Regions from separate parts of the Sus scrofa genome. Here region 1 is linked to region 2. The links are chromatin contacts, called in public HiChIP or PLAC-seq maps. All regions are on one chromosome and are shown on one strand. The core of a region is the stretch at or near the end of the contact, and the rest is flanking DNA. Distances in the headings are between cores, read along the strand shown. Region 1 holds the start of LIN54 (protein lin-54 homolog). Region 2 holds the start of HPSE (heparanase).

What was found. HiChIP or PLAC-seq counts read pairs in DNA pulled down with a chosen protein or histone mark.
Region 1: a contact with region 2 is called in an H3K27ac HiChIP or PLAC-seq map of alveolar macrophages. The contact joins the promoter of LIN54 here to the promoter of HPSE in region 2. A contact is called at or near these places in 1 of 5 promoter capture datasets (fetal skeletal muscle) and 1 of 2 datasets of contacts at active chromatin or transcription factors (alveolar macrophages).

What each region holds. Positions count from the first base shown.
Region 1 is chr8:135,328,766-135,332,424 of Sscrofa11.1, reverse strand. It overlaps LIN54 (protein lin-54 homolog), which reads right to left and starts at 1,557. Exons shown (of 13, transcript XM_021101867.1): 1 at 1,348-1,557.
Region 2 is chr8:135,080,298-135,083,685 of Sscrofa11.1, reverse strand. It overlaps HPSE (heparanase), which reads right to left and starts at 1,487. Exons shown (of 12, transcript NM_001146130.2): 1 at 1,199-1,487. The coding sequence starts at 1,422. The region is part of intron 4 of LOC102167078 (a long non-coding RNA gene); the gene reads left to right.

The DNA.
Region 1 (3,659 bases), core at 308-2,807, 250 kb before region 2:
AGTGTGTCATTGGCTTAAGACGTCAAAGTGCAACTAGATTTACAAGGCATTGACCCTAGTCATGAGTGAACAGTTTCTAAAATAGAGAAAACATACCTCTAAGCGGAAATGCTTTGCCAAACGCTTTTAAGGATCTAAGTCACCGAATAATTGAAAAAAAAAAAAATCTGCCGCTGACATTCATTTGATACAGTGAAAATAAGCAGCTTGCTTTAGAATAAGACCCCGGAGTTACCTACCCAGCCCCATCAGCTCCACCATTGTGCAGTTTAATGAATAACGAAAAGAAAATACAGATTATTTTAATTATCAAAGACATAACAAGAAAACCTAAGCTGCAAGCTTCTGACGGGATCAGAATTAAAAAAAAAAAAAACACGTAAATTAGCTGCCTTTATTGATTTCAGGTTTGATAACCACCCATCCAAAAGCTGGATTCTATACCTACCATTCGACTACAGCATAAGACCTGTCTGAAATGAGCAAACGGAATGTACAGATTTCGAACAGAGCCACTCGACTGTCTTTCTTCAAAGTTAGTTTAAGAAGAGAGAGTAAGAAACTGAAAAAGCCATTTCACTTCCTTACCTTGCTTGAATGACAATTCCACATAAAAGACGGCAGCTTCAGGCTTAAACAAGTGCTATCTATCAATCGGCCCAGTCGTCGTTTCTCTATGCAGCCTGCTAGACGCCAGGAGTATCGAGCCTGCCCAGCTTCTTCATCTTTAAACTTTATTTCCCCTCCGCCAGCCCCATCCATCCGCACTCTGCTTGGTGTTTACCGTTGCTTGGCCAGGCTAAGCCCTGGCCCGCTCCCTTCCCCGTGCACCTCGGGAACATTATGACATTTGGCTGGTGGGCTTCGCGAGGAAAACGGACACACACGAAGACACCATACAAAGGGGCGTAGGAAGAACCGGGCGGCGGGCAGTAGGGAAAGGAAGGGCTGCTACGAAATGACACAGCAGCAAAACCGGTTCCCAGAAACCCGGGGCCGACACGGCGGCTCCTCGGGCCGCGCCGTGTGCGTGTCAACAGCCACGGGAGCCCTCCCTCCAGACCGCCCAGAAGGACAGGCTGCCGGCGGAGCGGCGGCCCAGCCGGGTGACAGCCGCCCTCCCGAGGGCCGGCGGGAAGGGCCCGAGCCGGGAGGCTCCTCCCGCCCCCTGCGGCCCGGGGATGGGGCGCGGCGGCCCCCAGACTGCAGGTTCCCGCTCTCCGCCACGACCCACTAGCCGGGCTCCCGGAGAGGGCGGTCCGGCGCCCTCCGCCCGCGCCTCCACCCGCAGCGCCCCCTTTCCCGCCGGCCCGCCCAGAAGCCCCCACCCCGGGGGCTGACACTCACCAAAGCCGGCGGCGCCGCCGCCTCCTCCTCGCGCCGCGCTCCCTGGGCTCCCAGCAGCCGCGGCGGCGGCGGCGCCTCCGAGACACAGACCCGGGTTTGTTCAAAATCACGCGCCCAGCGCCATTCCACCGCCGCATCCCATAATACGCCGGGCCCTCCCCGCCCGCGCGCCCCTCTCCGCCCGCCCCTCCGCTCCGCCCGCCCCGCCTCCCGGCCGGCTTCCTTCGCCCCGCCCCTTCCGCGGCGCCTTGCCCCGCCCCTTGGCAACCCGAGCGAGCGTCATCCCGCAAGGCGCCGGCAGGACGCTCCTGCTCCACGTGACCCGGAGTGGGCGCCCGGTCCAAGCTTTCGCACGGAATGTTCCATCCGGCTGAGACTGGGAGGGGGAAGAGCGGGATCGCGCCTGCAGTTGGGAGGTTGGAAGGGACCGCGCTACCGTCTCGCTTTCCTTGTTAGGAAGTCTCTGCTGTGGGTGCAGTTTCCAGCATCTTGCCGCTGTTTGATGTACTTGGGTGGGGAGTGATCAGTAATCACAGATGCCAAATCTTTTCGTTTTTTAGGCCCTAATGTTGCAGGGGTCGCTGAAAAGCCCGTGGGAGACCATGCAGAGTTAAACTTATTTTCAAAGAGACTTTCGTTTGCAGTGTACAGCCAAGACTAACACAGTCAAAATTCTTTGTATTTGATCACCATTTCCTTTTCTTTTTCCCGCTATTCTTTTTGTAAGGTGAGAAAAGATAACCCAAATTTGGAGTAGGATAAGCAGGCACTGAGAGATTCAGATAATAACTGCTCTGTATGAGACAAAAACTACAGAGGAAACAATAGAGAATGCATAATATAAAATGATGTGGTACAGTCTGTAATTGCTAATGGAGCAGGGAGGACATGCAGGTCAACGTGAGTGACTGTAGCCTGGGAACACAATGGAGGAAGTGAGACTTGCTGTAGCAGAGGCAGCAATCACTTTGTTTTAGTTTTTTTAAAATTGTAGTTGATTTACAATGTCCTGTCAATTTCTGCTGTACAGCGAAGTGACCCAGTTATACATTTATATATATATACACGTTCTTTTTCTCACATTATCCTCCATCATGTTTCATCACAAGTGACTGGATATAGTTCCCAGTGCTATACAGCAGAGTCTCATTGCTTATCCACTCCAAATGCAATAGTTTGCATCTACTAACTCCAGACTCCCAGTTCATCCCACTCCCACCCCTCACCCTTGGCAACCACAAGTCTATTCTCCACATCCTTGAGGTTTTTCTATAGATAGGTTCACTTGTGCTGTATTTTAGATTCCACGTGTAAGTGACATTATATGGTATTTGTCTTTCTGACTTACTTCACTTAGGATGAGTCTCTAGTTGTACCCATGTTGCTGCAAAGGACATTATTTTGTTCTTTTTTATGGCTGAGCAGGAGTCCATTGTGTAAATGTACCACACCTTCTGAATCCATCCATTTGTCTTGTGTATATGTACCACATCCCTTTGGGTTTTTTTGTTTTTTTTTTTTTTTTTTTTTTTTGTCTTTTTAGGGCTGCACCTGCAGCATATGGAGGTTCCCAGGTTAGGGGGTCTAATCGGAGCTGTAGCTGCCGTTCTCACGGCAACACGGGATCCTAACCCACTGAGCAAGACCAGGGATCAAACCCACAACCTCATGGTTCCTAGTCAGATTCGTTTCCGCTGCACCACGACGGGAACTCTGTACCACATCTTCTTAATCCATTCATCTGTCCGTGAACATTTAGGTTGTTTCCGTGTCCTGGTTATTGTGAACAATGCTGCAATGAACATGGGCTGCATGTATCTTTTTGAATGAAAGTTTTGTCCAGATAAATGCCCAGGAACAGGACTCCTGGGTCGTGTGGTAGTTCTGTGTCCCTGCCTCCAATGTCAATTCACTTTTGCCATTATCAACACCACCCCATACCTTCCACCTCAAACCTTATGGTGAGGATTTAGCCAGGCAAGCATGAAATTAGCAAAGGCTTGGAAGTGGGAAGCTCTGAGGCCTGTGCAAGGAATGTGAGAAAGCTGAATGATACTCTGACTTTTCTAATGAGGAGCTTTGAGAGCTAGTGTAAGAAAACCTCCTGGAGGTTAAATGATTAGTGATACTGTGGGGCCCCTCTGGAAGGAAGAAGAGGGAGAGACAGGTACCCAAACCCAGCTGCTGAGGTACAGAAAAAAAAAAAAAAAAAAAAAAAAGAATGGAAAATCCAGTAACAATGTAGCAGAAAGAATTCACACTACAACAAAGTACAGTTTATTCCAGGAATGATGGTTTAACCTTAAGAAATC
Region 2 (3,388 bases), core at 238-2,737:
AAAGCCATGCCACATTTTATAGCACATCATCTCGGAGAGACAGCTTTTTATTAAGGCTCTGAAAGTCACTGCAGTAGTCTCCCACGTCTCATGGATATGATACTAAGAAAAAATTGTTTTAAGAGTACAGTGTGGGAAATCTCTGTATCTTGGACTCATTTTGCTGGGAACTTAAAACTGCTCTTTAAAAGTTTCAACATAAAAGTTTCAACATATATTTTCCCCATTCTCCCCCCCCCACACACACACCCTTAACCTTCCTTGCAGAGAGCTTAAGAGAAGAAAGTTTGGTGCATAACGTTACTTATCCTACAGCAAAGTCACGGACTCAAAGCACTCCAGATGCTTGTCCCCTGTTTCTGGGGCACATGGGAAGTTTCTTTCCAGGATTTCCGCCTAATGCTTGGCCCTTCGCTGCTGCTCAGGCAACACTTGCTGAATGAATGGAGGCAGGAAAGAGCGGTTTGGGGGCCCCAGCAGGGTGTGAGATGAGGAGGGAGAGAGAGAGCAAGCTGTGAGAAGGTGTAAAGAGGGTGTTGCCAGAATTCGGCCTCTGTCTGCAGGTGCCGAATTGAAATGCAGGGACAGAGTTTTGGGTAAAGGAGAAAAAAAATAGCTTTATTGCTTTGCCAGGCAAAGGAGGGTCACAGCAAGCTAATGCATTAAAGACTGTGCCCCCCCCCCAAAGAATTTGCAAGGAGTTTTATAGTAAAAAGGAGAAAAAAAGGTTTTCAGATAGGGATCAGGATTGGGACAGGCATGCATTCTTCTTTTTTGGGGGGCATCTTAGCCATCAAAGCTGGAGTCAGGCGATCTCGGCCTGATCCCGCCGGTGGTCTTCTGGGTTCTTGCCCAGAACAGCAGTACTTGCGTAAAGGGCATATGGATCAGAGATGAGAACAAACTAGGAAAGTTCCTGAAAACACCCCGTGCTAACAATCTTTAAGCCACAGGCAGTTGTGCTGGGGTGCCTAATCTTTAGCTGTGGGTGGTTGTGTTTAGGGTGTAACTAAGGGAGAACGACAAGGAAGGACTCTAAGCCGTTCAATTTCCAAGTATGCATTTCAAGGAGAAGCCTAAGAATATAACTTTTCTCTCAGGGGTATGAGGCACCTGCATCCAGGAGAGCGGCTCACTGGGCTGGCGTGGATGTCAGGACGGCAGGAGTTGGGAGAGGGACCCAAGGGCTCGCACTTACCCCAGAAAGGTGAGAAACCGCGGGTCCGTGGCCAGGTTGCCGTCTATGGTTACAGACAGGAACGCTGGACTCAGCAGGTGCACTGGCCGCTGGGTGGAGAATTCCAGCACCGCGACGTCCTTAGCTGGTGCGGGTCTTCCCGAGAGGCCGGGGGAGCAGGGACTGAGCAGTCCCAGGAGGAGCAGCAGCGCCAGCGGCAACCCGGGCTTCCAGCGCAGCAGCATCTCGGGCTCACCTGGCTGCCTCCCCCTGTGAGCAGCAGCGCGGCGACCAGCGAGACCTGGCGCACTTCCTCCCAACCCGCCACAGCGGCCTTTTCTCCTTCCCCACCCGCTCACGCCTCCTCACCCCTCCCACTGCGCCCTGCATCCCTCCCACTCCTGCCCGCATCCCTCCCACTCCTGCCCGCATCCCTCCCACTCCTGCCCGCATCCCACCCACTGCTCCCTCTCCGCCCCGCTCCGCCTCCCCGCTCATTCCTCCTTCCTCGCACGCTTTCCACTTACGAAATCACCCACATTCATTTGAAGGGTGCGGACGTGATGGGGATCCAAGCGCCCGGGAGGAGCCCTAGGCATCCCAGAGCTGGCTTCTTGAAGCACAGTGCCCAGCGCACATCGGTGAGACCGCCAGCAGTTCCCTCCTCCGGGTCCCAGCCAGTGGCGCCTGGGCTTCTGATCGAAATGAAAACCTCTAGTGAGCATTCCTCACTTACCCCCTCCATCTGGCTTTTGAACTGTCCCTTGAGCTTGCCAAAACCTGATGTGGCCTCAGGCCAGAGTGCTGTTTCCAAGGGGTCTTCCTTTTGCCTGAAAAAAATCGAATCTGGGCATCTAGACAGAGATCATTCCCAAAAATGTCTTTATCAGTTTCTCATGAAAACGGTATGTAGCAAAGCTTCAAAGTACTGGGTCTCTGACATCTCTAACCAAGGACCTAAAGCCTTCATACACGTGTGGGGGTTGTGACTGTCCCTTGAATTTGGAGCCATTGCCAAGTTTCCCCTCTGCATATTTATCTTTAGCCGTTGGCCAAATTTTTCTTTAGTTTTCCTGTGATGCCTTCACTGATTTGTAATTATAACAAGCACCATGCACTTAGGGCTTTTCTGCGCCTGATGGGAGAGGTGCTTCACCTGTGCTCTCCCTCCCTCCCACAGCACTGGCAAGTGGGTATTATCCTCATTTTGCATGTGAGGACCCAAGCTCTGAGACGGACACGTCCAAGTGTAAGAATCGGGATGGAAAGGCAATTATACAACGCAGAGCAGATAACAGCCGGAAATGTAACTTCCTCAAAGAAGTTTTGCCTGAGTCTCCAGGCAGCTGAACTCCCCCATGACACATTCTCACAGCATCCTGACCTTGCTAGAACATACCACATTCGTTAGTGTTGTATTGCTCCATGTTGGCCTCACCTCCTGGATTATTAACTCCATGAAAGCCGAGATGGGGTTTGTCTTGTTTGCTGCATTCACTGAAGCTCATGGCACCATGCTTGGCACTTAGGAGGCATCCAGTAAATGTTGAATAAGCAAGTGACACCAAAACCCTTAGGATTTTTTGCTTAGATTGTACCACCAAAAAGCAGTAAATAAAAATGGATTGTTTTGAAATTTATATGTAACTTGCACAGATCCGTCTACCCTTTTTATTTATTTTTTTCTGTCATGTGGAAGTTCCTGGGCCAGGGATCCAACCTGAGCCACAGCAACCCAAGCTGCTACAGTGACACTGAAGACCCTTAACCCAATGTGCCACAAGAGAACTCCAGATCTGTCTATTCTTAAGCAATTAAAGAGTTAAATGTGGGAGTTTCCTGGTGGTCTAGTGGTTAAGACTCAGTGCTTTCACTGCTGCAGGCCCAGGTTCAACTGGTCTGGGAACTGAGATCCCACATCAAGCCAATGCACACCAGAGGCAAAAACAAAATTTAATGTATAGTTAATTGAAGAAGGTGACAGTTTAAAGACTTCGTGTATGTATACCAGTTACTTAGTAATTTTCCCACCTGAATCAGGTTTAAATCCTACAATTATACATAAAGAAAAAATTTGTGTATAAGTATCAGGCTACCGGGAGATCCTAGAGCCATAGACAGGGAGGTGGAAAAGCAGATGTCTGGGCTCTTTTCTGCCTTTGTCGTGACCTTGCTTCTATAGCCCACCCCACCCCACCCATGCCTCTGCTG